Regions from separate parts of the Mus musculus genome. Here region 2 is linked to region 1. Evidence: chromatin contacts called from public promoter capture Hi-C data. All regions are on one chromosome and are shown on one strand. The core of a region is the stretch at or near the end of the contact, and the rest is flanking DNA. Distances in the headings are between cores, read along the strand shown.

Evidence for each region. Promoter capture Hi-C pulls out the DNA fragments that hold promoters and counts their contacts.
Region 2: a contact with region 1 is called in a promoter capture Hi-C map of the HPC-7 cell line. The contact joins two enhancer-like sites. A contact is called at or near these places in 8 of 39 promoter capture datasets (the C10 cell line, the HPC-7 cell line, HPC-7-derived erythroid cells and 5 more), 1 of 115 datasets of contacts at active chromatin or transcription factors (effector CD8 T cells) and 2 of 9 other capture datasets (adipose tissue and pancreatic islet).

Annotation. Positions count from the first base shown.
Region 1 is chr11:17,176,036-17,183,652 of GRCm38.p6, forward strand. It overlaps Ppp3r1 (protein phosphatase 3, regulatory subunit B, alpha isoform (calcineurin B, type I)), which reads left to right. Exons shown (of 6, transcript NM_024459.2): 2 at 6,072-6,111. Among named protein-coding and RNA genes, the nearest start is that of Ppp3r1, 21 kb to the left of the region's middle. Within about 2 kb of position 4,911, at least 27 of the 459 cell types and tissues checked have an H3K27ac peak or open chromatin away from gene starts, as enhancers often do. A contact at or near this core is called in the HPC-7 cell line and neutrophils, where this site is marked.
Region 2 is chr11:16,974,041-16,981,657 of GRCm38.p6, forward strand. Plek (pleckstrin) reads right to left here. Exons shown (of 10, transcript NM_019549.2): 10 at 1-113. The coding sequence ends at 110. Among named protein-coding and RNA genes, the nearest start is that of Fbxo48, 26 kb to the left of the region's middle. Within about 2 kb of position 4,426, at least 84 of the 459 cell types and tissues checked have an H3K27ac peak or open chromatin away from gene starts, as enhancers often do. A contact at or near this core is called in the HPC-7 cell line and neutrophils, where this site is marked.

The DNA.
Region 1 (7,617 bases), core at 3,661-6,160:
CCTCTTTCCATCCATAATTATCTTCACAGAGTATTTTCTACATCTATCTATAAGCTCATTACTTTACTTTTAAAATGTTTTCATTTAGTTTTAATGTAAACGTAATTAAATTAATACATTTGGAACATCTGAAGGATTTTAGGACATTTTAAGATTATCTTTGAAGAACATCGTTGGGAGGGCCAGCAAGTTGTGTCTCTGTGAACTTTCTTATATAAAAGCTTTGCTGCATCTGACAAATTAAACCAACAGCTTACACATTTGGATCCTGTTCTTAACTCCTGACATTTAAAGCCTTGTGCAGCAATTACCTGTATGTAGTGTTTGTTTATTATTTTTTGAGTTTGTTTAATTATGTTCCTAGACAGATTGATGGTTGGCATGTGGAGGAAAGACCCACTTGGAAAGTCATCCTTAGTGGTTTCCTATTTAGGAAAGCATAGTTCACTGATAAGAATATTCAAGTGTTTGCTACTGAAGATCTTGGGGCACTACTATAAAATATCCTCTAAGAGGAGGAACCTAGAATGCTGCCGCCTTATTTTGTGTGGCTGGTAAATAAGAAAGTATGAGGGCTGGAGAGCTTAGTGGTTAGGGCTCCTACTGCTTTTCCAGAGGACCTAGATATGATTCCTGGCACCCACATGACAGCACTCGGGAGGCAGAGGCAGGTTGATCTCTGAGCTCCAGGAGAGCCAGGGCTAGCTACAGATGAGAAAAGCTGTCTCAACCAAACCAACCAACCAACCAAAGACAGTTCACAGGGAGGAAGGGAATGGATAATGTGAGTCATTTCTTCTTGTCTAGCAAGCAGCATAGTTTACAGTTATGTATCAAAGTCTTTTGTGCTGTTGCTTGTAGTGTATGAGTCATAGAAAATCCACAGTGAAAAGAAGATGGGATTTACTGCCTCTCTTTCCTAACCTCTTCCTACTTAAACTTTTTCCTTAATTTGTTTATAATCCTATTATATGAATCCCATTAATAGGTGACATATTAATAAAATGAGAATATTATAGAATAAAGCAGATTTGACACACTATTCAAAACTCTACCATTGAACCATGTTCAATTGGATTAGGGTTTTCTTGTTATTGTTTTTGATTGTTTTAAAATAGTCTTATGTAGGTGAGGCTGGCCTTGATCTCTTGATCTTCTGGGTTGGCCTCCCAATTGCTGATATGCTGGGATTATAGACCTTAACCACAGCCCCCATGTGCCCCCCCCCCCGCACTTTTTCTTTTTCCCATTTAGTTGATTTGCAGTTGACAAATTTCTCTTTTTCAAATCTTTAAGCTTTGTATGTTATTCTTTTTGATTGATGCTTTAGTTTTAATTTTACTTTATTGTGATTGTTTTGAGACAGGGTCCCACTGTGTAGCTCTGACTGTCCTGACACTTGGTATGTAAACCAGGCTGGTCTTAGACTCACAGAGATACACCTGCTTCTGCCTCCTGGTTGTTGAAATCAAAAAGTGTATGGCCCTGTGCTGACTCCTTTTTAGTTTTGAAAAAGTCTCAGCCGTGTTTCATAGGCCAGCTTAAGCAACAGGCTCAAGCGATGCTCTTGCCTCAACCTCCTGAGCACTGAACCACAGGCAGGTTCCCTGCCCACTGAGCCTGGGTTCATGGTGGTGTTAGTATGTTTTAATGAACTCTCCTTTAGGTAGGAATTTCAGTTATCAAAGTTGCATCTTTACTGAAAGACTTTTACCTGAGCCTAGGTTCTATAAGTTCTTGACAGAGACACAAAAACCATGGCTATCCATAGACAACTTACAATCTCAGAGTTATGTTTTGGGGAACAGTACTGAGAAGAGTTTATACTTTGATCAGACCTACTATACTGCAGATATGTGTAACACTTTTGTTTTTCCTCACAAGGTGTACTGTTAAGGAGGGACAATAGTGGACTCTTGTCTTTATGCAGAAAAATATCTTAGAATATTAGTACATACATCAGTTTAATCAGGTGTAAATTTCCGTAGTAAAAGTTACACCTAGATGTAATACCATGAAAGAAGAGTCAGGGTGCTAGGGATTAATCATAGTATAAAGACCTAAAGTATGAATAAGTCAGAGTAAAATTAAGGACGTAAGTAGCTCTCTTCCCAAAAGGAGTAGTTCCTTGGAGTAGATCATTGATTCCTGGCTCTAGGATAGGAAAACGTAATGTGGTCAACGTGTTCTGAACGATGTGTACATATTGGAAGGAGGAGGGGCCACCCAACGAGTAGGAACAAATGCTGCCCAGATGTGAAGTGGTTTAAGTATCAGGTTAAGTGTTATTGATAAGTGATTATAGCTCAGGGTCCTAAAATTCATGAGTCTATGCTAAGAGTAATGGTTGTGCACATCTTGAATCCCAGCACTTGGCAGCAGAGGCAGGGGGAGATCTGAGTTCAAAGCTAACCCGGACTACTTTGTGTTCCAGATCAGCTAAGACCTTGTCTCAAGAAAGAAAAAACCCTTAATACCAAACAAGTCACATTGGAAGAATCATAAACTTAGAAAATTGAACATTTGAGATTTCTCTGGTTATCTCTATACCTCATTTTTTTTATTAGGTATTTTCCTCGTTTACATTTTCAAGGCTATCCCAAAAGTTCGCGGTACCCATCCCCCCAATCCCCTACCCACCCACTCCCCCTTTTTGGCCCTGGCGTTCCCCTGTACTGGGGCATATACAGTTTGCGTGTCCAATGGGCCTCTCTTTGCAGTGATGGCCGACTAGGCCATGTTTTGATACATATGCAGCTAGAGTCAAGAGCTCCGGGTACTGCTTAGTTCATATTGTTGTTCCACCTATAGGGTTGCAGTTCCCTTTAGCTCCTTGGGTAATTTCTCTAGCTCCTCCATTGGGGGCCTTGTGACCCATGTCAGCTGACTGTGATCATCCACTTCTGTGTTTGCTAGGCCCCGGCATAGTCTTACAAGAGACAGCTATATCTGGGTCCTTTCAGCAAAATCTTGCTAGTGTATGCAATGGTGTCAGTGTTTGGAAGCTGATTATGGGATGGATCCCTGCATATGGCAATCACTAGATAGTCCATCCTTTCGTCACAGCTCCAAATTTTGTCTCTGTATACCTCATTTTTTAATTGGGTAATCTGGGCTGTTGTTGTCTAATTTCTTGAGTTCTTTATAGACTTTGAATATTAGCCCTCTGTCAGATGTAGGGTTAATGAACATCCTTTCCCAATCTGTAGGCTGCTGTTTTGTCCTATTGACACCGTCCTTTGCCTTTCATGAGATCCTGTTTATCAATTGTTGATCTTAGAGCCTGAGCCATTGGTGTTGTGCTCAGGACATTTTCTCTTGGACCAATTCATTCCAGGGTATTTCCCATTTTCTCTTCTATGAGATTCAGTGTATCCAGTTTTCCTTAGGTTGAGGTCCTTGATCCACTTGGACTTGAGTTTTGTGCAAGGTGATAAATATGAATCTATTTTCATTCTTTTACGTATAGACATACAGTTAGATCACCACCATTTGTTGGAGATGCTTTATTTTTTCCATTGTATGGTTTTGGCTTCTTTATCAAAAATCAAATATCCATAGGTGTCTGGGCTTATTTCTGAGTCTCGATTCCATTGATTTGTTTCTTTACTAATACCATGAAGTTGTTTGTTTTTCTTTTTGTTTGTTTTTTTTTTTTTTAATAATACTGCTCTGTAGTACATACAGCTTGAGGTAAGAGATAGTGATTCCTCCAAAGTCCTTTTATATAGTTCAGTATGATTTTGGCTATCCCGGTTTTTTTGGTTCTCCATGTGAAGTTGAAAATTGTACTTTCAAGGTCTATACAAAATTGTATTGAAATTTTGGTGGGGCTTACCCTGACTCTTTAGGTTGCTTTTGGTAAATAGCCACTTTGACTACGTTAGTCCTACCTGTCCATGAGCATGGGAGATCTTTCCAGCTTTCATCTTAAACTTGCATGATTAGAATTACACCAAGATATTTTATATTATTTGCTGCTATTGGGAAGGGTGTGATTTCCCTAGTTTCTTTCTTGGCCAGTTTATCATTTGTATAAAGGAGGGCTACTGATTTCTTTGAGTTAATTTTGTATCCTGCCACATGGGTGAAATTTGTGATGCCTTGTCTGCCCTTAGTGGGAGAGGCTGTGCGTAGCCTCCCAGAGACTTGATGTGCCAGAGTGGGTGGATATCCAGGTGGGCCCCCAGGTTGACAAAACCGTCACCAACAATAAAATAGGACAAATCCTATAGAGATACCTCCCCACCCCCAGAAAAGACAGTCTCATGTCATAGAGGCCAGCCTTGAACTCACAAAATCAATGAGGATTACTTGTTCTGCCTTTATCATCTGACTCCTGGGTCACAGATGTGCACCACTGTGCCTGATGTATTTTGTTGGGACATATTTATGATATGTATTATGGGAGAGTAGAATATATTATATGAATAGAGAATAGGAGACTCTAGTATTATGAATAGAGAATATTATAGGAAAATAGAATATAGATTTACTTTATTTTTTATATATATAAATTAGGTGGTAGAATATAATTATGGTCTTCTCTGCGTGGCTTTTTTTTTTTGAAAATGTTTTACTCCAATTATAATATGATGCTTTTTTCATTGTCAGACATTGAATTTTGTGCTCTTTTGCTGGACTGCACCCCAGTGCCTTGTGTATTGTGGTCTGCTCACCCCTCTTGCATCACAGCCTTCCCAGCTCTGTGAGCATCAGAGATAGTTTAGTCCACTTACTAGTTCTATCCTTGGCTTTGGGATGTCCAAATGCAACTGAAGCTGGAAGGAGCTCCCTATAGATTTCAGGGTGCTGCAGATTGTAGGTCTCTGTATGTTCCTGTACTTCTCAGTTCTCCAAGGGCAGACCCCAGGTTCCTTTTTATATCAGTGATTGCAACTCATTTCTGAAAAGTGCTGCTTGATGCAACTTCCTGATGTCCTGTTCTGTACTAGTCACACGGCTGATGGAGCATTACTCCTAGTTGGCAGATATTATCTGCTGCGGTGGTGATGGTGGTGGTGGGTTTTTTGTTGTTTTGTTTTTTGGTTTGGTTTGTACTTTACTCAGTATAATGACGGTTCTTTGCTGGGCTCCAAGTGCACACCTTTAGTACATGTTAGAAAGACGCAGGATGAGTTCAGGGCTGGCCTGCTCTACCTAGTAAATTCCGTGCCAGACAGTTCCGTAGTAAGACTTGTCAAAAATACCAAATACATAGGTTACCCTGAAAAACCAAGCAGCTGATTATTTGAGGACTTCATCATCAAGTGATCTTGTGAATTACGTGGTCATATTGTACAATACTTCAGTTCTGCAGGCTTTCTTATGTAAGTTTAAAACATGTTAGCTTTAGGAAACACGGCTCTGTATTTTCTCTAGAATACCCTTTCCCTCCTCTAATGGAGAAAATACATAAGTTAGGCAACAGGATGACTTCTTATATAAAGAAATACTTAGAAGCAAGGTCCCCACCCCCACCCCCCGCTAGAAGCAAGTTTTAATGGCTGTTTTGTACAGGGTTTATTAACATTGCTGTTAACATCTTACAGAATTTTAAAGTTCTGTTTTAGTGAATGAGTGTACTTGGTAATGAGGATTCTCTTCTTAACAGCGCATATTGCAGTCTTATTAAACTCTAAGCAGAAATGATTAGAATTAGAAATGATTAGCTTTTTAACAAAATAAGTTAGCCTGATGTGTTGGCACAAGCTTTTGATTCAGACATTCAAAGTCAACCTTGCCTATACTGGGAGTGTAAGCCAGCCCGAGCTTTGAAACAGTGTCTCAAAAAAGAAATAAACAAACCAAACAGCTCATCCAGCCAGACAAGCCGTGCATTGCCAGTCTCTGAAATGTGGGATTTTCTGTGTAGTGTGTTTATGGTGCTACAAATACTTGATATGTTTTCTTGCCAGTTAAAAAGTAAGTATAGTTTATAATTCTGAACATAAATTTATGTTTAGAATTTATAGCTCATTTGCCTGTTTTGTCCGATAAAATAGTTGCTTAATATTCTAAAGATATTTAGGTATATCTCATAACTAATTGATTCTTTCTTCCTTCCCCAGGGAAATGAGGCGAGTTACCCTTTGGAAATGTGCTCACACTGTAAGTTGAATATAATGAGAGCAAGCATGTGTTTTGCTTATGAATCTGGGGGGAGGGGCAGGCACACATCTCTATGATGAGTACTTGATTTTTTATCAAATGTGGCCTACATTTAAAATGGAGAAGGCATGGAACACACACTCTTGAAGTTACTGAAGTAGGAAATATTTAAAAAGTAGATTTTATTATTAATATATACACAACATTAAAGGTTAAACCCCTAAATCTCTGTGAACTAAGAGGGCTCTTTTCAAAGTGAATTTGTAATCATGTTTTTTGTTTGTTCTGTTTTGTTTTGTTTTTTTTTTTTCTATTTGTTGATCCATGGATCTGGGCTTCTTTGTTTTGTAATGTTAATAACTGTACCCAGAATTCCCCAGATCATTGGGGAAATGGAATTGCAAAAACATGAAAGCCGAGTTTCGTGGGCTAGAACTTGTCACATAACTGGGTCAGCTGCCACCTGAACTAGGGAGAAGAGAAACAGATGTGTGAAAATTGTATTTTGACATTTGAGACTTTTGGATTTTGATGGAATGGGTCAGGGTGACTCTGAAGACCAGCAGATTTCTAGAGTGAAAGTCAGTTGTCAAAGACTTCAGCTACTGTAAATGTTTCTATATAAGCTTGGGGATGGCTTTTTAACTACATTTTACTTATCCCTACATACAGATGTGGGGGGCAGGGCTCACACGTTTGCCACAGTGTCAGTGTAAGTAGAGATGAGTAGGACATTTGTGGGGATTGGTATTTTTCTTTGTACCATACAGGTCCATAGGATCCAATTGAGGTAGTTTATTAGGTGTGGTGGCAAGCATCTTTACTGGTGTGTCTTGTTTGTTATTATTTTGTTTTGTGGTTTTTTTGTTTGTTTGTTTGTTTGTTTGTTTGCCAGCCCCTTATTTGTCTGTCTGTTTATGAGACCTGTTCTTATAGTGTAGCCTTTGCTAGCCTGTAACTTTTAATGTGGAGCTGGTCTTGAACTCACAGAGATCTGCTCTCCTTTGCTTCTTTGCTTCTAAAGTGCTGGGATTAAAAGCATCCATTAGTCAGTGTCCTGTTGCTGTGAAGAGACACCATGACCATCACGACTCTTAGAAAAGATAGCATTTAATTGGGGCCGACTTACAGTTTCAGAGGTTTAGTTCATTATCATGGCAGAGTATCAAGGCATGCCAGGACATGTTGCTGGATGTGTAGCTGAGTGTTCTACATCCCCAGGCAGCAGAGAGCCTCTGGGCCTGGCTTGGGTTTTACCCCCAGTAACACACTTCCTCTAAAAAGCCATGCCTACTAATTCTTTCAAAAATGCCACTCCCTGGTGGCCAACCATTTCATCTAAGTGACTATGGGGGCCATTCTTATTCATACCACCACATCATGACTGGCTCTTATTATTGTGTGTTTATATATGGCATGCCTGTGTGGACACATGTGCCATAGCATGTGCATGGAAGTTAAAAGACAACCATGGAGTCTGTTCATGTTCGTTCGTTCTCTCTCTCT
Region 2 (7,617 bases), core at 3,176-5,675, 200 kb before region 1:
AAAACAGAATGCCGACTCAAAGTTCAAAGTCTGGCCTTGAATTCCATCTCTGTTATATGGGTTGTAGAATCTTGGCCAGTCAGATGCTCCTCAGTGATTCTCGGTGTCCTCATCTGTGCAACCATAGTAAAGAAGATTTAGTGTGAGTGTGAAATAAAACAACATTTGTAACAACATAGGTGATATGGTTCCTGGTTGGCTACATAGCATATAAATGGCTATTGGCAAATCTCAGGAAATCTGTCATTCCTCAAGTAATAATAATAATGCCAAAACAAACCATATCACTATTACCATTGCAAACAAATTACTCGTTCCACAAGATAACTCCAGCACATTATCAATCTCCCAAGGAAGACAAATGATTCTTAAGAAGGCAGACTGGGTTCCTCTCTATTGTCTCACACATAGATACATCATTGTTATATTTCAAGTATAACCTACAGATAAACATTGAAAAAGGATATGTTTACCAAATTGATAAGTAAGTATGCAGTATGTCTACTCTAAATGTGCTTGCCACCTGACACATTAATGCTGGTCATTTTGTAAAGCATTCTCTAGTGCTCATTTAAGTCTGTGTCTACATCACAATTAGAACATGGAAAATCTCAAAGCCTCTTAGCTCCTATTCAAGGGCAGTTGGGGAAACTTGCATTTGCATCCTTGATTTGGGGGTTTATATGCACAGTGTGTTATAGAAACTGCCCTCATATTGCTGATATAAACACAAGAGACAAAGAGAAAAACTATATAACATAAGTAAAAAGTGCAAGACCCTGGGTTCTTGTATTTTACCTCAGAACCTGGGCATTTGCCCTATTGCTTTCTAATTACCCACATATAAGTATCTAATCTTATGCCTCTCTGCTAAGATCTTATTTCCCATTCTCCAGACAGCAATTCAAGATCAGGGGTGTCTTTTATTGACTTCAAACTGAGCATCACCCTGCAATGGGTCCACACATACTCAGTTCTCCACTAGAAGAGGCGTCTTTCACTTGGTCCTTACCATTTCCCTGAACCTACCCTCTACTTAAATAGTTCAAAGCATGTCATATGTAAGAAAACTAGCCTATCATCCCTAAATGCTACCCCTCTGTATAGAAATATGATGAGAAACAGATGAATATTTGCTTAAGAAACAACAGTGACTTAGACCAGACAAGATAGGCCTGCATATGTAAGAAGTCCCAGTGGAAATCCGTATAGGTGGCAGTCTCAGTAAGATGTAGTAAGTACTCTGCATCTCTCCGTCTTCCTACCTCAGCAAACAGTTCCACTTTTTCTCCAATATGTAGGGTAATGTGTGTCACCCTTCCTTTCTCTTTCCCCTTACCCATTCTTCCCACATTACTTAGTATGACCTATTAATGAGATTACAACAATTGATCCCAGGCCTCTGCACTCTATATAAAGTACTTTACCCCTGAACCACACATATAGTCCCAGAAAACCACTTCCTTCTACATTCTTTTGTGTCCTTTCCTGGGTAGAAGGAATAGCCAGTCCTACTACAGTACACTCCTTAGTAGGTAAGGAGATCCTAAATATCTTTATACATTACTTATGTGGTCAACTTCTGTAGCTTAGCCAACAACTTTAGGGAGACTGTCAAGATAAAAGTAATGGGGGATGCTGGGCCATATAATACACACACACACACACACATATGGAGAGAGAGAGAGAGAGAGAGAGAGAGAGAGAGAGAGAGAGAGAGAGAGAGAGAGAGGGAGGGAGAGAGAGAGAGAGCACTGGTTTGTGCACATCTAATCATCAGATACTTCCTACTGCATCAAAGATGAGGGATTGGGCTATATAGGCCTCTGGCTTCCCCCAAACTACTCCCAGAAGAATGCCAAGTGGGGCATGGAAGGTGGACAAGGCAACTACTCATGCTGAAGCCAAATACAGAGCCTCCACTGTGCAAAGCCTCCTGGCACACAACACATGGCATCTACAGTGCACACCTTAGCAGGTGCTGATACTCTTATATACCTGTGACACTAATGCAACCTCTAGATAGAGGTCTTCATCCCTCTCAAACATTTTCTCCTTCCTTTGTGCTTCCTTCTGCCCACTTCTTTCCAGCCTCTTTCCCATGCCCAGATACTCACTGATCAGTTTTCTATCACTATAGATTAGTGTGCAGTTTCTAGAATCTCATGTCATTACAATTACGCAGTATACAAATCTTTTTATTTTTTTTCGAGACAGGGTTTCTCTGTGTAGCTCTGGCTGTCCTGGAACTCACTCTGTAGACCAGGCTGGCCTCGAACTCAGAAATCCGCCTGCCTCTGCCTCCCAAGTGCTGGGATTAAAGGCAAACGCAATCACTGCCCGGCATTATATACATCTTTTCTCCAAGCCTACTTGTTCTGTGATTTACCCATGCTGTACATACAAAGAGTTCACTCCTTTATTGTGTGAAGTATGTCATTGTACGAATACAGATGCTTTGCTTTTTTACTACTATACTTTTTTTAAATGTCTGGGTCATTTCCTTGACAACTACAAATGATGAACACTCATAAAACTTCTGTATGGACATATGCTGTTATTTCTTTTGTATATGGATCAAGGAATGGAGTAGAGAGTATCTGTTTAATGCTTTAAGTCTTCCCATAGGTTGATGTTCAAAGTGGCTATACCACTGCACTTTTCAGAGTACATTGAACTGCACCATTGTAATGGCTCAGGTGTTGCATTCCCTCGTCGAAACTCAGGATACCACTCTATGTTGGTTTGTGCAAACCCCCAAGTCTATGATGCTGTCTTGCTGTGAACTCAGTTAGCACTTCCCTAATGGCTGATGAATTTCCACATATGTATTTAGTTATTTGTATGTATTGATTTATCACACATGTTTGGGAACGTCTTCTGATTGTTGACAAGCCATGGGTTTTACTCATGGCAGATTGTTGCTGTGTATGTGTGAAAACTTCTTGCTGCTCATCCACAGAAGGAAATTTAAGACACGAGAGTACCCAGTGTATGTGTGTATAAATACATCCTAATCAGCCCGGAAAAAGATGTTTGCAAGAACATATCACAAAGTAAAATCCCCCAAAACCTCAAAGCCAGTGCCCATGGGTGGAGCCCTTTGCTTAGCTATATTTGACCATAGAGGTTTCCCTTAGGCCACAGAAAACTCAGAACCCAGAATTAGGGCTGGCTATGTGCTAACAGGAAATGCTGCCGTAGCTGATAGGAACGGAGCCAGAACACAGTTACCAGGGTTCCTATGGAAACAAGATAGATACCAAAAGCTGGGAAGAGCTAAGTATATCAATGACAGGACAGTGAGCTTAAGAGCATATATAGATTCAGAAGTCAGGTAAGCTGGGCTTTGAATATGCTGTAACTATAGGGCAAGGGGTCTTGAGCAAGTTTTATATAGAAATGTTCAACCAAAGAATTCTATGCAATTGTGATAAAGTTTTAAAAATTGAAAACCATTGCTCACTACCTTAGATTACCGTGAATGCCTTCGATGGAAGAAGAGACCAAGAAAGGGAAGCTAGGGTTTGTAGTGTGTTCAAACATGCCAGATAGTTCATACATGTTGCTCTATTGGTCCTAACTGCAACACCAATTTCATTTTAACAACAAAGAGGCTCATGTGGCTAAGGCTTGGGCTCCTGTGTAGCTCTGTAAGGAGTCAGGAGAATCTCTAAGAGGTCTAGAAGTAGGTCTTCTACTCGCTGGGAACATGTGCCTGAAGAGGATGTGAGTGCCTCAGAATATTTTCCATTCCTAGCCACACTCACAACCAGAGCCTGCTCTCTGATGCTATAAGATAGTCACCGGAAGCCCCAAACTAGAGGCCAGCCAACTGTTAATGGAAACTGTGAGCCAAAATAAACCTTTCTCTCTCTAGGTTGGTTTATTTGAGACATTTGTTACAGTGATGGAATGCTAGCTAACAGAGGCTGATACTAAGGGAGACTGAATACATAAGTCATGACCTTGCATCTGAGCCTGACCCCAGGCTCCAGCAGTGCCATCATATCTAAGGCTTGCCTGTGGCATCCCTGTGCGTTTTTCCTCCCACCTGCTTTGTTTCCTCCAATGACTTCTAAATTTTATGTTCATTTTGTCCTGAAACTAGGCCAAACACAGCGGGGGTATAATTTCACTCTATTTTTAAGCAACTTCTTAACTTTTTGAACTTCCCCCATTACTTTCTTTTTTCGCTACCATTTCCTCTACTTCTCCTAACACATTCTGCATGGTTTTAAATCCTGTATTTAGATAACGCAGAATACAATCTGAACTGTTGTGCAATTACCTTCCTGTCTTCTTTTTGCCCTAAAGGTGGGAGCCAGAGGTGTTTACATCACTCTCCAAAGAGTCCATAGGCAATGGGCTCCAAGCTCCTGTTTAGCTTTCTTTACCATCTCCTGACAGGCACCAAGTGGTTATTGATGTCTTCATTTATGTAACTTCCTCATTCTGCTTTGAAAGTCACTCACTATGGCACAGTGTGTGTGTGTGTGTGTGTGTGCGTGTGAAAGAAAAACCAAACATTGACCCTTAAATCAGTGCTGCATGATTTCACTATCTTGACTTCTGATTGTGTTTCGGTTTACAGATTAATGTTTTATTTGTCTAACTCCTATCAGTTATATGAGGCAAGAAAATATTTTCCTCCTTTTATCACCTTGTTTTCTGCTTTTTCCTTCTTTTTCTTTCCTAATTTCCATGGTCCCACTGTGTTCCTAGACCACCATCCTCCTACCACGATCCCATAAGCTCTGGGTTTACATATGTGTGCCACTATACCTGGCTTATATATTATTTCTTAAAACCTCTGTGGCTAGTAATAAAGCAACCTTCTTTCTTCCCACCTTAGGTTGGAATACTGAGAGAAAAAAATGTCCAGCCTCTCTTGACAGCATCAGCTGTCCTGCAAGAAGATTCCTCAGCTTTCACTCACTTCAGACGCATTCTGAGGATGGTGGCTACCATGACAGTGTTCAAATCATGTCTGTTATCTTATTGATATGCCTGACAGCATCTGAGTTTTGTTTGTAGATCAAAAAGTTGTTCACATATAAATAGCACGTTTAAATATTCCCTAAGTACCTGCTTTGTCGAGAGACAGCTTCTCCAGAGGAGAAGGCAACTGCTTACATTAGGAAGCCTTCACAAAGCTGCAAGCCATTGTAGACCTCTGTGTTACTATGCACCTGAAGTCCCATGGGAAACAGTCAGTAGGCTATAGCAGAAATGAAATGGAAGCTTAGATGTGTACTTAATGGGTCTTTTCATTTGTCTGAGGATTGTAGTTGAGGTGATATGTGTTAAAGACAGGAAGTATGCTCTGCCTTATCCTTAAACTATGTCTGAAGTGTGGGTGTGTTTTATTATGCCCTAAAGTAAACTGGCTTGAAAAGAAGACTTAATTACTTTTGTTTTATTGTGTGAGTGCTTGCCTGTCTGCATGCATTTATTCCATGTTTCTCTAGTACCTTTGGAGGCCAGAAAAAGGGTATTGGATCCCCTGGAACTGGAATTACAGACAGTTGTGAGCTACTCTGTGGACCTGGGAACAGAATTCCAGTCCTCTGCAAAAACAGCAAGTGCTCTTAATTGCTTAGCCATCTCTTCAGTCCCTGACTATTGTTTTGTTTTAAATGACAAGTATATGCAAATTATTTGAGAAGTAAAATAAAACACTACTCAGAACATAAAAGTGAATCATATAAAGGGAAAGCACTTAATGAGAGGCAAAACAAAGTCAGGACACCCCGAAGACACCAAGCTGAATCCTATCTATTTCAAAACAGAATGCTGACCCCATATTAATGATTATTTAAAGACTAACCATAAATAAAATGTTGTGTGCATTCTATAAAGACAATGTGCTGAAGAGTCAAAGTAAAGGATAGTCTTTTGCCTCTTGGCCATCAATAAAATAATCTGAGAATAGCCAGAGCCACAGGACTGGCAAAGGGAATCGAACACATGCAGAAGAGGAGGTTGTTTGTTTGTTTGTTTGTTTGTTTTTCGAGACAGGGTCTCTCTGTGTAGCCCTGGCTGTCCTGGAACTCACTTTGTAAACCAGGCTGGCCTCGAACTCAGAAATCCACCTGCCTCCCAAGTGCTGGGATTAAAGGCATGCGCCACCACGCCCGGCTGAAGAGGAGTTTTAGCATCAGGGAAATGTTCGCTCTCTCTTTACTGGCACCACAGAACTAAATATGGAGTTAGAAAAATATCCTTAGTGCTGGCAATATGACTCAGGGCTAAGAACTCTGGCTATTCCTTCAGAGGGTCTGGATTCAGTTTCTAACACACACAGACACACACACACACACACACAGAGACACACACACACACACAGACACAGACACACACACAGACACAGACACACACACACACACACACACACACACACACACACACACACACACGGTGGTTCAGTCACCCATAATGCCAGCTCAAGGGGATCTAGGGTCCTCTCCTGGCTTCCACTGGAACAAGGTGTAGCACATGGTACACATATATACATGCAGGCATAACACCCATACACATAAAAATAATATATTTTTTAAAAAATACTCTTTCACATGAATACATGGTTTTATACTTTAGGACAGGAGTAATTAGTCAAATTTAAAAATCATAGGCAAGTTCCTATTTTGAAACAGCTCTGACTAGTAACAGGACCAGGAAGCTCTCAGAGCCCAAGTGGGAGCTGCTTACTCTTAAGACTGGAGAATTGCATGGCTCTGAGATCAGAAGACCTAAAGGAGCTTCATGACATTGATAGTCTTCATCACACGCTCTCTATAGACTCCAGGCCCTCAGTGCTGACACTGTATAGTTCTACCATCTGTTCAACTTGCCTTGTAATCCAGCCCCATCCTCTCTCTGCAGACTGGGGAGACATGCTAGCCAGGCCACTGTCCATGCCTCTCACACATGCAAGGACCCTGAATGAACTAATTTCTGAAAAACTTAAAAGAAACTCAAGGGCTTAGGAGTTGCCCTATGATTGTAAGAAGTGATACGTCATACTCCAGAAAAGAACAAAGGGATGACCCCACCCCACTTCAGATCTCAATCTAAACAGCTTTGGCGTATAGAAAGACCCTCAGCTGCCCCTGGCTTCCTTGGGTCAGTTTCTCAGGAACTACAGCAGCAAAGGCTGAAGGCAGAAATCTCCTCTTGAGAATGTCTGCGTGAGCTACATGAACATGAAGCTGTGAACAATAGCTACAAGATCAGAGAACAAAGGAGAATTCTTAGTGCTCTCAGCACACTTCAGCAACAGTTTCAAAGACAGGTGATGTCTAAAAGAGACCAGGCATATGTGATGAGAGGCAAGAGCCTACTACCTGACCAAAAACAAGACACCAGCAGGACAGCTGGAGACAGTTCGCTTCCGTGGGGATTATAATCACAGAGCATTATGTACTTATTTGCTGTTTGACTTTTTTTTTTCCAACCTACAGAGGACCTCAGAGATATCCTAGTCCATGCCTTTGTTTTCCACAAGAGTCCTGAAGGCCTGGAAAGGCTATGTAGCCTACCGACATAGCTCATTATATGGCTTATGGACATAGAGAGGGTGGAGGGACCAGAGTGAGTGGAGGGGCACAGGCAGTA